Linked DNA regions of Pan troglodytes: region 1 is linked to region 2. Evidence: chromatin contacts called from public Hi-C data. All regions are on one chromosome and are shown on one strand. The core of a region is the stretch at or near the end of the contact, and the rest is flanking DNA. Distances in the headings are between cores, read along the strand shown.

Region 1 (6,387 bases), core at 1,005-3,504, 51 kb after region 2:
AGGAACTTGCCCCTGTCATTTCTTTCAGTCTCTGCAGAGGCTTTCTAAGTAGAGGAAATAGCTAGGCGTCATCCAAAACTCTTCTTTCTACCTCAAATTCCACATCCAATTCACACATCTTCTTGGCTCCCCCTTCAGAGTATACCTACAATCTGAGCACTGTCCCCATGCACTGTCACCCCCATGGGACCCCCATCACTCTCACCCCCATGGGACCCCCATCACTCTCCTGGACACCAGCACTGGCCTCTTGGATCTCTCCGTGCCTTATCCTTGCACCTCTGTAACCAATTCTGAATCCAACCTGTTATTTCCCAGCTCAGAACCCTCTCATGGCTTTTCCCATGCTATGATCTCACCCTGGCAGAAAGGATTGAGACTATTTCAACACAGCAAGTGCTCACTGGGTGCTGAATCTCCTCATTAGTTCCATGTCTTCATCCACCTGCGTGGATCAGCAAATCACTACCTCTCTCTGGCTCACTTCCCCATCTGCAGATGGAGGAGCATATGAGCTGGGCTGTGAAGGATGAGTAGAAGTTCACTAGGCAGAAAAGGAGAGTGACAAGACAGTCTAGGTAGGAGGAACAGCCCATGCAGAGTCAGCATTCTGAAAGCACATGAGTATTTGGGATGGTTTGGCTAGAGCATAGGATGCACGGGTGAGGGACAGGTAGGGCCAGGGAGAAGGGTCAAAGCCTTGAATGTTAGGCGGGTACATTTGAACTTTGTTCTCTTGGAGGAGGAACCATAGAAGGTATATGAGAAGGGAGGTGGTGTGACTGAATTGAATGTGATTTTTGGACATTCCTTAAGGAACACACTGGTGGGAAAGAGAGGCTGGATGTCTGCTGAGCACTGACTGTATACGGGGCCTCGGAGGCCTCAGCCTTCAGCAGGTCTGGGTTCCCTTTGGGTGAAACTTATCTGAATCCCCCTGAAGATAGCCACCAACCCTGCAGCGTCTGACCCTGGGGTTTCTCTCGAGTGAATCTTGTCAGGATTTTTTGCGCGTTGCTGTCTGGGAGCCAGTTGGGCGGCAGAGCAGTGAGGATACCCTCGAAGGTTGGTCTTGGTGGCCCTCAAGCTGAAGCCCAGCCCCAGCTGTTGCTTCCTTTCACTTCTCTTATATGCCCCAGATGCATAGGTCCCTGGCCCGTCCTTTCCTTCAGCAGGAGTTGCTGGCAGGTGCTGCTGGCAGGTGCTCAGTAGTCTCTGGAAGTCAGGGGTACGAGGCACCAGGGGAGCGGAGCCATCTCCCAGCTTCTTCTGGGCAGGAAAGGTCCCTGTTGACCCTCCCTGCCAGCCCTTCCTCCCTCTGTTTTCACAGAGGAGGCAGCAGAGCAGCAATGGGTGACATTCCCCTTTCCTTGTGGGGGGAGACAAAGCTCAACTCTGGCTCCCACACATCCCAGCTGCACGACCTTGAGGCAGTGACCTCACCTCTCCACGCCCTCTTCTCTCCTCTGTAAACAGAAGTAGCGTGGTCCCAGTGACTCACAGCCTGGCTTGAGTGTTATGGAGCTAAGACCAGGGATGTGCTTTGCAGGGGGCCACGGGACACTGACGATGCAAGACGTGCAGTGCCCTGCCCGAGGTCACATGCACAGCTAGAAGGAGCAAAGCTTCCAGCCCTGGCATTCAGCACTGCATCCTGCCTCCAGCTAACCTTTTGTCTGTGTCCCCACCAGCCACCAGCCCAGAGCCCGGGCCGGGCCTGGGAGCCCAAGTCCATGGTCACAGGTCACATTGTGCCACATGTGTGTCTCCCCGCTCCCAGGTTACTCATGGGGTCTTCTCTCGGCCTGAACCCCCTACACCCACCCTGTGTGCAGTGCTAAGTCACCATTCTCAGCAGAAGCCAGTGAGCTGCACTTTCCCAGATCCTCATGAGAAGCCGCTGGGGCCCCAGAGACAGTCATTTCATGCTGGCTTTATAATTGAGTGCCGAGTTGCTCTGGGATGGGGACACAGAGCTTTTGTCCCCTGCTTCTCCTTGCTGTCTGGGGTCACCTCTGTCCCAAGGTCGCCCTGGAGGACAGGCGGGGCCAGACCTGGCCAGATGCCCTCCATCAGGCTGGAGCCGTGCCTTCCTCCTAGGCTCCTCCAGACCCCCTGGGAGCTCGGCACGTATCATTAGACTTTATTAGAATCAAAGAAATGAGTCATATTTGCAAACAAGGCCTGCTCAGCCAATCTTCCCCTGCAGCTGTCGGAAGGAGGAGGCGGTGGAGAAAGGCTGCACGGCCCCATGCTCTGGGCGGACGGGCCCTTTTATAATTGTTGCCTCTGCTAGTCTCCAGGGGAGAGCCATGGCCAATAAATGGCTGGCCTGCAGTCAAAAGGAAACGATTTGGCCCGCTAGGAGGACGTATTTACATCTCTGAGTGCCGGCTGGACGGCAGCAGGGCGGCCGACTCAAAACAGACGTCCAGGCAGTTCTTTTTTGGATCCCACCCTGGAGTGAATCATTACTATTCTTGGACAAGAATGCAGCTTACCTCGGAGTCTCCTCCCTCTGTATGAGACAGACGAGGAAGCTGGGGATGCTGGGGCCCTTGCCAAGGCCAGCACCATGCCCAGCACATGAGGTGGCTGGCCCCAGGGTGGCATCAGAAAAAAGGAACCAGGTCCATGGTTGATTTCTATCTGAGTGATTTCAGGTGCATTCCTGAACTTGTCTCAGCCTCAGTTTCCCCATCAACCAAATGGGTATAATTAATTTACTCAACTAATGTCAGCTGAGCACCTATTAGGTACCAGGCACTGTTCAGTGATCAAGATAGACATAGACCCTGCCTTCTTGGGACTGACATTTTAATGGGACAGGCAGACATTAAATAGATAGCACATATACAATTATAATATAAAAGCAATAAGTGATGAGAAATAGGCCCAGGGCAGGGGAAGGACAGTGACCAGGGATGTTTTTTACAGAGGGTGGCCAGGAACAGCTGCCCTGGGGATGTGGCCTTTGAACAGAGACCTGAAGGAAAGGAGCGAGGGAGTTTTGGAACAAGTGGCCGAGGGAAGCAGTTAGGTCCAAGGCCTTAAGGCAGGATCGCGTTCGACCTGTTCAGGGAATGTCCCAGATAGCAGCTAGGGTGGCTGAAGGAGGAGGAAGTGGTGGTGCAGTCTGGAGGATGAGGGTAGGGCTTGGGCGCCCGCACCCCCAGCCTGCCCAGAACACTTCCTCTTTACACCCGTTGACCTGTGTGTTTACTAATTGGCACCCACTCACTCTTAAAAGTGAGTCTGAATGGCAAGGTCAGAAGGGCCGTGTTGGCCGGGGAGCGGGAGCCCTGGGAGGACGTGGAGCAGAGGAGGGATGTGGCCTGACATAGGTATTGATAGATTCCCTCTGACTTGTTGGGGCAGGAGTAGAGGGAGGAAGACCAATGAAGAGGCTGCTGGAAATCATCCTGGGGGCGTCAGGGGCCTGGACAGGGGCAGAGACAGTGTGCTGGGAAAGCTGTGTTAACACTGTGGGGAGCCTGTGCAGCTTCCTCCTGGGGTACTTAGGAGGCACAGGTGAGTGGCAGCGCGCCATGGCGTTCCCTCGGCATGACACTCTACAGTTTACAGAGCACGCCGTCACTGCTGGGTAGGGATTGGCTGGGATCCTGATCGGCTGCTTTCTGGCTGGGAAGACCCTGGAAGTCAGACACGGAAGGGACTGTGGAGGGGCCTGCCTGAGATTCAGCCTGCATGGCTGCCCGAGATGTCTTTGGAAAGAATGTCAGTTGCTCTGGCCCTGAGCCTGTGTCAGGCTGTGTTGTGACAAATCCTGATTGATGAGATACATTGGTTTCAGTCCTAGTACGTTCACATGGCCCGTTATAAAGCTTTTCAAGAATTTAAAATAACTTTGATAAAGGTGATATGTGCACATTAAAAACATTGAAATAGTGCAAAAATACGTTGCAAAGCGCATCCCCCTCCCCCACACAGGCAGCAACTGCCACCAGCTTCTTGTGTGTCCTGCCAAAAATAGTGTGTGTGTATTCAAGTACAAATGTGTCTCTGTCTCCCTCCCTCTTTACACAGTAGGGAGCATGTCTCATGCACTGTTCTTCACCTTGCTTCTCTTCCTGCATTTTGTCTCCAGGACCAAGCTCCTTAGTAGGACACTGAGAACTTTCCTGTTTTACACCGCTGCATTGTATTCCAGTGTGTGCCTGCTCCACAGTTTACAAGCTCCTCTTGATGGACATTTGAGTCATTTCCAGTCTTTCACTCTACAGACAGCACTGCTTGAGGGGGGTACTATGTCTCTGGCCACCCATGCAGGTGTAACTATAGGAGGTAATCCTAGGAATGGAATTGCCTGATCAAAGCAAACGTCCCTGGATGGCACCATGAGGTCCTACAAAGGGACTACCACCAGCAATGGAGAAGGAGGCGGAGGACTCATTTTCTTTGTTGTAGACTCCATAGCTGGTCAGCTGCCCCGAACAAGTCAGTGTGGCAGCCTCCCATCAGTATTGGGCACCACTGGTTTGACCAGCATGGTGGTAGGAGAAGGGCAGATGCTGTTAGATGAGCTGGCTGCAGGCTGGGTATGGTCAGAATCAGGGCTCTGGAGTATTAAGCTTCTCAGCCAGCTTGCCCTGAAGAATCAAAGGAAAGGGTGTCTTGTGACTGGGCATCTTATCAGCATATAAAGCCCTTGTCCTTGGGATGTCCAGGGTCTGGTGGGCAAGACAGACATTTCCCCAGCGTGGGACAGGACAGCGGAAGACAGACAGGGGCTCTACAGTGAGTCTTCCAGAACCTCAGGGAGGCTTCCTTTGAGACCGAGGATAGTGCACCTGGTGGGCCTGGGAGATGGTGGAAAGGTGCTCTTCCTCCTCTCCTGGTGCTGCCCATTCACAAGGAAGTCTTGGGCCACTGCCCAGCCTGCCCTGGCTTTCACTGAAGGTGCTGAGCCCTGCAGAATGAGGAAAGGCTTTTTGTTTTAAAGCCGTGGCAGGCGCCAGATCCACATGCTTGGCAGGGCCCCAGCTGGGATGCGGTTGGCCGCCAGCCTGCCCTATAGAGATGCCCCCTGCCCCAAGGTGCCAGGTGATCCCAGCATATAGCAGAGGACTGAAGAGATTGTTAAATCAGCATATAGCAGAGGACTGAAGAGATTGTTAAAATTTAGGCTCCGTTTTCTCTTAAAATCAGACCAACAGTGTAGTGGAGTAGAGAGAGCACTGGTTTTGGAGTCAGACAGGTGTGGGTTTGCGGTGGCAGCTCTGTGTCACCTGCTGGCTCTGTGACCATGGGCAAGTGGACCCTCCAAGCCTTCGTTTTCCCCATCTGTAAAATGGGGTGAATGGCCTCTAATCCTGGGATCAGATGAGATAAACTGAAAAGGCCTTGGAAAGCAGGTGGTTGCTGGTAGCTTTTATTTCGTCCATCAGCATTATCATGTTGACATCCCTGGTGCCAGGGGGAGTCCACTGATGTCGCTGTGACCAGCAAGAAGAGGGCAAAGAAAAGCTGTCCTGTCTTATGGCTGTTAGTGGGAGTGTTTCACGGATTGGTCCTACAGTGACATGTGAACTTGCTGTCCTGTCTTATGGCTGTTAGTGGGAGTGTTTCACGGATTGGTCCTACAGTGACATGTGAACTTGCTGTCCTCCCAGTTGAGTCCATTCATTCACTCATTCACTCAACAGGTCTTTATTGAGGTCCTCCAATGGGCCAGATGCTGTTCTAGGTGCTGGGAACACAGCAGTAAACTAAAGAAAGGCCTTGCTTGAATGCCAGTTGAGAAGAGAATCTTGGATTTATTCAAAGTCCTTATGTTGAAGCTTCTCTAAAAAAAAATAAAATAAAAATGATAAAGGGTCTAGCCTGGTGTGCGTTCTGAGAACCAGAGCCCTGACTGTGGGGGTAATCCCACGGACTGGCTGAAAGCTTGGGATGTTCCAGAATGCTTCCCCAAGAGCATCCTGGGCAGGAGCTGTTATTCTCATTTTACAAAAGGGGAAACTGAAGCACAGAGTCACACTTCACTCCCTGCCCCTCCTGCATGGGAGTGTGACCTTCAGACAGGGAGCTGACTCCCATTAGAAGGAAACTCAGCTTCTTCCAGGGGTTCGCAAACACCCTGGAGCATGCAGACCCTGTCTCTTGTGGCCAGCAGCCTGTGGTGGACAGGTAACCTGGGAGGCCCAGTGGGCAGGGCCGATGTCCCTGTGCTCAGCGTGGCTGTCCTCGATCACTGTTGCAACAGTCAGAGCTCTGGGACCACGGGTGCCACTTCTGGGCATCAAGTTTCATGGCCTGGGCTGTCAGTACCCTGCATCGCCCTGGCCTGCTTTCAGATGCTGTCATCCATAAGAATGTCTGGGAGTAGGTACTTGTGTGCTTGTTTAGCAGGGCAGCAGGAATCAG
Region 2 (6,953 bases), core at 1,452-3,951:
CCTTGGGGAAGTTACTTAACTTCTCTGTGGCTCAGTTTTACCTTCTATAAAACGGAAGAAATAATTGTACCAATCTCATAGGGGTGTTGTCGGGATGAAAAGGTTTAACTTATTAAAATGCATTTAACTGTGCAGGGTACATAGTTAAGTGTCAAAGAAAAGTAAGTTAAAGCCGGGCACGGTGGCTCACGCCTGTAATCTCAGCACTTTGGGAGGCCGAGGCAGGCAGATCACCTGAGGTTGGGAGTTTGAGACCAGCCTGATCAACATGGAGAAACCCCATCTCTACTAAAAACACAAAATTAGCCAGGCGTGGTGGCGCATGCCTGTAATGCCAGCTACTAGCGGCGCTGAGGCAGGAGAATCACTTGAACCCAGGAAGCGGAGGTTACAGTGAGCTGAGATTGCGCCATTGGACTCCAGCCTGGGCAACAAGAGCGAAACTCCGTTTTAAAAGAAAAAAAAGAAAAGAAAAAGAAAAGTACGTTAAAATAAATGCAGCAAACCCTTATTGAGTACCTACTGTGTGTCAGGCCTATGATAGACTCCAGGAGTTGATGGAGGCAAAAGAACAGATCCCATCCCTCATGGAGCTGGTAACTGGATAGATGGTTCACTCATGTGTCTTGCGCTGGCACTACCTGCATGAGGCTCCGCTGGCCTACCTGGAGGTCAAAGGATCCCATGGGCCTTTCCAAATTGCAGCTCTGAACACACAACTCTTCCCTTCTCCCACAGCCACTGCCCTTGCTCACTCTCTCAGACCCTCAAGCTCAGCCCTGCCACCAACAACCTTGCTCTCAGGCCTTTGCACGGCAGGCACCTCTGCTAGAACTTGCTTCCTCTTCTGCCGGCTTCACTGCTCGTGGCTTAGTCAAAGCCTCCTTTTGGTTCAAACTTCAATCCTGGAGTCCCCTCCCCACGCTAGGACCTGCCCCTTTGCTTCAGCCTTTGTGCCCTGTGCGACCACACATGCACAGGGCGTCTGAGGAGTTTTTGCTTGACGTCTGTTCCTGCAGTTCATGAGGGAACCTCATAGCTGAAGCAGAGGGATATGGGAGACCCAGTCACTCCTCTTCCTCAGCTTTCGTTTTCTCACCTATAAAAGGGTACAGTGACCCTGAACTCAAAGGAGAGTGCTCAGGTGGCCAGAAGCAGATGTCACGTGGGCCACTGGGACCCTAGAGGCACTGCTGATCCCCAGGTGCTTCCTGGAGGAAGGGGCCACCTGGGGCCAGCAGAGAAGGGTGGGAAGGGTGACAGGAAGGCAAGGAAGGGCATGTGCCCAGTGGTCCTCGTCTGTCTTGGCTGGAGCCAGTATGAGGAGCACCCACTGGAAGGTCAGGTTGGAGTCCGACAGCAGGGGCCTCCAGGGAGAGCCAGTGTCACTTCGGGATGCTCCTTAGCATCCTGGGGCTGTACAGGGAGAGCGGCTGCAGAGCCCTTCCAGGCAGGGATCCTGGCCTGAGTGGTATTTCTTCTTCTTCTTCTTCTTTGTTTTTTTGAGACTCATTCTTGTCGCCCAGGCTGGAGTGCAGTGGCGTGATCTCGGCTCACTGCAACCTCCGCCTCCCGGGTTCAAGGGATTCTCCTGCCTCAGCCTCCTGAGTAGCTGGGATTATAGGCACCCGGCACCATGCCAGGCTAATTTTTGTACTTTTAGTAGAGACGGAGTTTCGCCATATTGGCCAGGCTGGTCTCGAACTCCTGACCTCAGGTGATCTGCCCCCTCGGCCTCCCAAAGTGCTGGGATTACAGGCATGAGCCACCGCGCCTGGCCGGTATTTCTTCTTTTATTCTCCGTGTAAATGGTGGAAGGATCGGCTCTCTCCTCCCCGCCTCCCAGGTGCTGAGAGAGACAGAGAGAGGGAAGACAGGAGAAGGCTGGGGTTCGGGGTTCTCACAGCGTTTCCCTGGCATGCTGCCAGGGCGGGGCAGTGGAAAATGGTCCCTGAGGGCCCGTTCATTCAAATAAGGACAAGAATAATGGCACACTCCCCATCTCCATTTAAAAATAGTCACATTAGCTGACACTGGCTTGGCACTTCCTAGATGCCGGGTGCGTTCCGAGTTCTTCTACGCTGTTAACCTTGGATCTTCATAACAGCCAGAGGAGACAAGCGCTACTATTTTCCTTTCCATTTTATAGATGAGGACACTGAGGCACAGAAATTGTGAGTCACTTGCCCAGGGTCACACAGCCATGGCAAGGCCAGGATTCTGGAGCTCTGTACCTGGCTTCACACCACAAGCTCAGGCCACCCTCCCGGGGCATACCGAGTCTCCCAGAACGTGGACGATCGCCCAGGGGAACGCAGTGGACTGCGAGCCCGGTCTGGTTTGCACCTGGCTGCTCCAGGAGCCCTGGGCCTCATCCTAGGAGCCTGGCGGAAGAGGCGAGCGGTGGAGTTTGGAGGCTGCTGTGAAGGAGAGGACTAGGCGGGTCGGGTCGGGTCTGTCCTGCTCTTCTTCCGCAGGCAGGAGGCGCCCAGGGCGGGCTGCCGCACCTGGCAACGAACGTTCGCCGCGCGGCATGAGGGTGTGCGCGCGCGCTCGGCGAGCCCGGGTTCTTTGTGTGTCCGAGCCCATGCGCGCGTGCGTGTATGCGTGTATGTGTGTGCATGTGTGTGTGTGCGCGCGTGTGTCCGCACTTGGGGCGGGGCTGGACGCCCCGGCCCCGCCCCGGCCCCGCCCCCGGCCCGGCCGAGCTGGTATTTTTCCACCCAGCAGGATGGGTGATGCTGAGAGCTGCCTGCTCAGACAACAGACACGCGAGGTCAGGAAGAAGCCGCTTATAAATTACCGCTTCCTTCGCGCCGCCGCCAACGCCGAGCCCCGAGGACCGCAAGCCCAGAGGACAAGCTGCGCCAAGAGGGAGTGCGGAGCGTTCACCCAGCGGGTCAGAGAGCGAGCGGGCAGGCAGCCCCCGGCCGGCGGAACCCGGCACAGCCGAGCAGAGCGCGGGCGGCGCCGCAGCCACCCCAGGTACCGGAGGGACCGGGAGCTGGGCGCGCAGCCGGCGCTGCCCGCCGTCTGCAGCCCCTCCCCATCCCCGCGTCGCCGCAGTCCCGGCCTCCTCCCCTCCGCGTGCGCCCATCCGGCGCCCCTTTCACCACCGCGGAAGGGACCGAGGGTCGCCTGCTCAGTCCCGCTGGCGGGGCTGTTATTGTTTCCCCGGCAAAAGGGCTCCGGCTCTTGGTGCGGGCGGCAGGAGAGAGAGTGTGTGTGTGTGTGTGTGTGTGTGTGTGTGTGTGTGTGTGTGGCATATCTGTGTGCCTGTCTCCGTCAGGATGCCTACATGTGCCTCCGTATCCCTGTGTCTGTGTTTCTGAGGGTGGCTGTTTCACCGTGTCCCCAGCAGCGTGCACATGTGTGTTCCGGTGCATGTCTGTTATTCTCTGCGTGCTGGGCTGTGTGTGTGTGCCTCTCTGTGTGTGATACCTGAGTGTGCTGTCTTTGGATGTGTGCTCTTGTGTGTCCCCGTTTGTGTCTGCATGAATCTGTGTGTGGGGGGCTGCGTCTTCCAGGCCCTGGCTAGGTGCACGTGCGTGTCCCTGAGTGTGGTTGTGTCTCCAGGTCCCTGGTTGTGGGCACTCGTGTGTCCTCGGCTGTACCCAAGAGGGTGTCCCTGGTGCCTAGAGGGTCCAATGGCCAGAGCTGGTTCTCCAGGGCCGGCGCTGAGTGGGGAGAGGTGATAGGGCAGCGTGGCTCCATAGGTGCATGCACTCCATAGGTGGTGTGCAGGTGGCAGCGCCAGCGTCCAGCAGTCCTGAGTGGTGGGACCAAGGCCCGGAGGGGCAGCCAAGGGGTAGTGGACAGCCGGCAGGGCCAGCAGGACACTTCCTCCTCCAGACTATTTCTCTTCCTTCTGTGGGTTCCTCTTTTGAGTAGGAGATTCTCGTTCCCCTCCCACTAGGGAAGCCAGACAGAGAGAATTCCAGGGACCTCCTCCTACAGCCTCAAAGCTTCAGCCTGGACTTCAGCCTGGACTGGAGAGGAGACCTGTGGGCAGCTCTCCCAGGCAGGGAGGTGTGTGCCGGGCAGGGCCACCGGCCTGGCTATTTTGGTCACTGTTGGGCCTCTGCCAGATCCCGGCATCCCCAGGACCAGCCCCAAAAGCTTGGGAGGCAGCCTGGGCCCCCGTTTCCTGTCTGGGGAAATAAATCAGCTCAGTAATTGCCCAGACACTTGAATGGAGGGTCTTCGGGCTGAGGTTTACTGGCGCATGGCTCCATTTGGACTTCAGTAAATTGGCCCCCGCTTTGGCACAGCTGACGTTCAAGTAAATGTCACTGAGGAGATCTTTTTAAATTTTCTTTTTAATTTTTTGTTGGCTAGAAGGGAGGGGATCTTGTCCAGAGTCTCCTAGCCAGAAGGAGTTTATTTTTATGAGAGAGAGAGAGCGGGTGAGTGCTTAGCAACCACCTGCCTCCCTCTCGACCAGGGAGTCACCCAGGGATTGTGGGGTGGGCATGAGGAGGTGGGGTGGGGGAGGAATTTCATCAAGATGGTGTTGGAGAGGATCCAAAGGGGGCCTAGCACGGCTAAGAACCCCCAACAGGGTGGGACTGGTAGAAGGTGGGAGGTGTTAGGCCTGGCTCAGCCCCCAGTTGACCTTGGGCAACCCTTTTTCTGCCTCGGTTTCCTTACCTGTAAAATGGGTGGGGCAGACTGGTTATAGAGTAAACCAGGGACCAGAGGTAGGAGCTTGTCCCCAGGGAACTGATTTAAGTCCTATGCTTTGTTTTAATGGGTGGGTGACCTTGGTTGATTCCCTTGGTTTCTTTGAGCCTCAGCTTGGCTGCCTGGGCAGCAAGGACACCAGTGCCGGCCTCACTACGTCCTTGAGGGGATTGAGGGAGATGAGGCTGAATAAGCTTGTGGTAAGCTGTAAAGCCGGGCTCGGCTGTAGAGCTGCTGATTAGAGGGTGTCACGAGGTCCTGGGTCACTGTGGTGTATGGCAAGGGCCAAGGTGCATTCTGGAGGCTTTGTCCTTTGGGGACACCCTTGTACTAACCCATGGCTCAGCTGCAATCATCCTCCCCTGCCTCCTTCCCGTCACCTCAACCTGTGGTGATTGGACCACATCTGCTTTTCAGAGTCTGGAGGCCTGGTGAGCAGTACCCATTTTATAGATGGACAAACTGAGAGCCACCTAAGGGACTTTGCCTTGACTGGACAAAGTTAAGTTTCAAAAGGTTTTCCCTAGCTCAGCTGTGAGTTTTGGCCCCATGGGGCTTTGGTCACTGATATCCTGGGGAGTTGAAATTGAACCGGGGCCTGGGGAAAATGAGGGACAAAGGTGTCCCAGTCCTTAGGGCAGGAAAGTGAGCCTATGGGACCCATTTGCACCTTGCCTCTGTCCCTAGTTACTCATTCTCCCTTCTTTGTGCCTTCCCCTGAGCCCTGCTACCCATTCTGCTGCAGGGGTCAGCCCTCCACAAGGCAGTCCGGGCTCTGGGGACTCTCTTTTCTAACCTGAACTTGTCCGCCTGTCAGTTTGTCAAAGGATTTGGGAGCTGTACTTCTCTGAAAGTCTTTCCAAAGGTCCTGAATGATAAGACACTTGTGAGTCATTGAACACGTTCCCGTATATAGAAAAAGCTGAGAAGTAAATTATAAGGGCTCCCCAGAATGCAGCTTAGCTGCAGCCAGAGTGGGTCTGCCTGGGAATTGGGGTTGGCCTGAAATCCCAGGGCCACCCTGGCAGGTACATGCTGATTCCCCACTTCTGCAGAAGGTCATGAGCAAGAGTCAGATTCTTTGGGGCTGCATCTCACTTTCCTGTGTTTGCCAACTTGGCCAGAGCGTTCGTTTGAATTTATGGGTTCTGGGCAGGAGCTGTGGATCTGGAAATGCCTAAGGAAGCCTTCAAGTGAGAATGAGAGCGCTTTTTTAATGTGCTTCCTTTAGTTGATTAATAGACCTTGGTTAAGGTCAGCTCTGGGCCGGCACTGGGTTCAAGGTAGAGTGTTGGCTTTCTAGGAGCTCCTGTCCCAGAGGTAGAAGCATGTGGTAGCTGCAATGGCCATTACCATCCGTAGGATACGGTGAAGAAGACCCAAGGAGCAGCTGAGTGTGCAGTGAGGGTGGGTTAGTGGGCAGGAGGCACTTTCGCTTCCTAGAGGACACAGTATCGGAGTTGCCATTGTCTGTGGGTGGAGAAACAGGATGGGCTGGCATTCTCAACAGGGGGCAGAGCAGCCACAAGGGCACAGTGGCGTGAAATAGCCAAGCATGTTTGTAGAACAGGTTCCCTGGGTCCTAGCTGGAGAGAGGAATAGGAGCCAGATGGTGGGGAGGGGGTCGTTTTATTTTTTCACATATAAAAATAGAGACAGGGTCTTACTATGTTGCCCAGGATGGTCTCAAGCTCCTGGGCTCAGGCAATCTTCTCGCCTCAGCCTCTCTCTCAAGTGTTGATTATAGGTGTGAGCCACCGTGCCAGCCGGAGGGCCTTGAATGCTGTGTAAGTGGGTTTGGGCTTTCTCCTGATGGCAGCAGGAGTCATACTGGGTTTAAGGATAGTGGGGCAGAAGCCAGTCAAGTCTGGAGCCCAGGAGAACCCTGATGGTGAGTAAGGAACGGAACTGGGGTCCAGGAGACCGAGAGTCACCGAGCCACTAAGCATTTTCTGTACCAATGAGTCTTGCCCTAAACTCTTTCTGTAAACATGGGGGTGAAGGCCTGGACATGCTATTTAACCGGTACACAGGCCATTAACTTGCTGGCTTTGACCTCCCTGGAGCACACAGCCCTAGTGTCTCTAGGTGAGTTATGCCAGTCCTGGACAGGTCTGCGGAGTTTCCTTTCCTGCCTTACCTGGTCAGAGGCTTCATTTGGAAACCTGGGCAGAGGCTGATGCCAACAGTGGGAGTTAGGGTTATGAGAGGGAAAGCAGAGAGAGTGAGGAATTGCTGTTCTGTTTCTGAAGCTCCAGCGTGGTGTGGCC

The links. Hi-C and Micro-C count contacts between places; a contact is called where the count stands out from the background.
Region 1: a Hi-C map of stem cell-derived neural progenitor cells shows a contact between it and region 2, with 2.5 times the contacts expected there. The contact joins the enhancer-like site here to the promoter of SLC6A6 in region 2. A contact is called at or near these places in 2 of 7 Hi-C or Micro-C datasets (blood and stem cell-derived neural progenitor cells) and 1 of 1 other capture datasets (stem cell-derived neural stem cells).

Annotation. Positions count from the first base shown.
Region 1 is chr2:18,451,442-18,457,828 of NHGRI_mPanTro3-v2.0_pri, forward strand. All of the region lies in intron 5 of SLC6A6 (solute carrier family 6 member 6), which reads left to right. Among named protein-coding and RNA genes, the nearest start is that of SLC6A6, 52 kb to the left of the region's middle. Within about 2 kb of position 2,255, at least 16 of the 24 cell types and tissues checked have an H3K27ac peak or open chromatin away from gene starts, as enhancers often do. A contact at or near this core is called in stem cell-derived neural progenitor cells and stem cell-derived neural stem cells, where this site is marked.
Region 2 is chr2:18,399,573-18,406,525 of NHGRI_mPanTro3-v2.0_pri, forward strand. SLC6A6 (solute carrier family 6 member 6) reads left to right here and starts at 2,702. Exons shown (of 15, transcript XM_016940534.4): 1 at 2,702-2,985.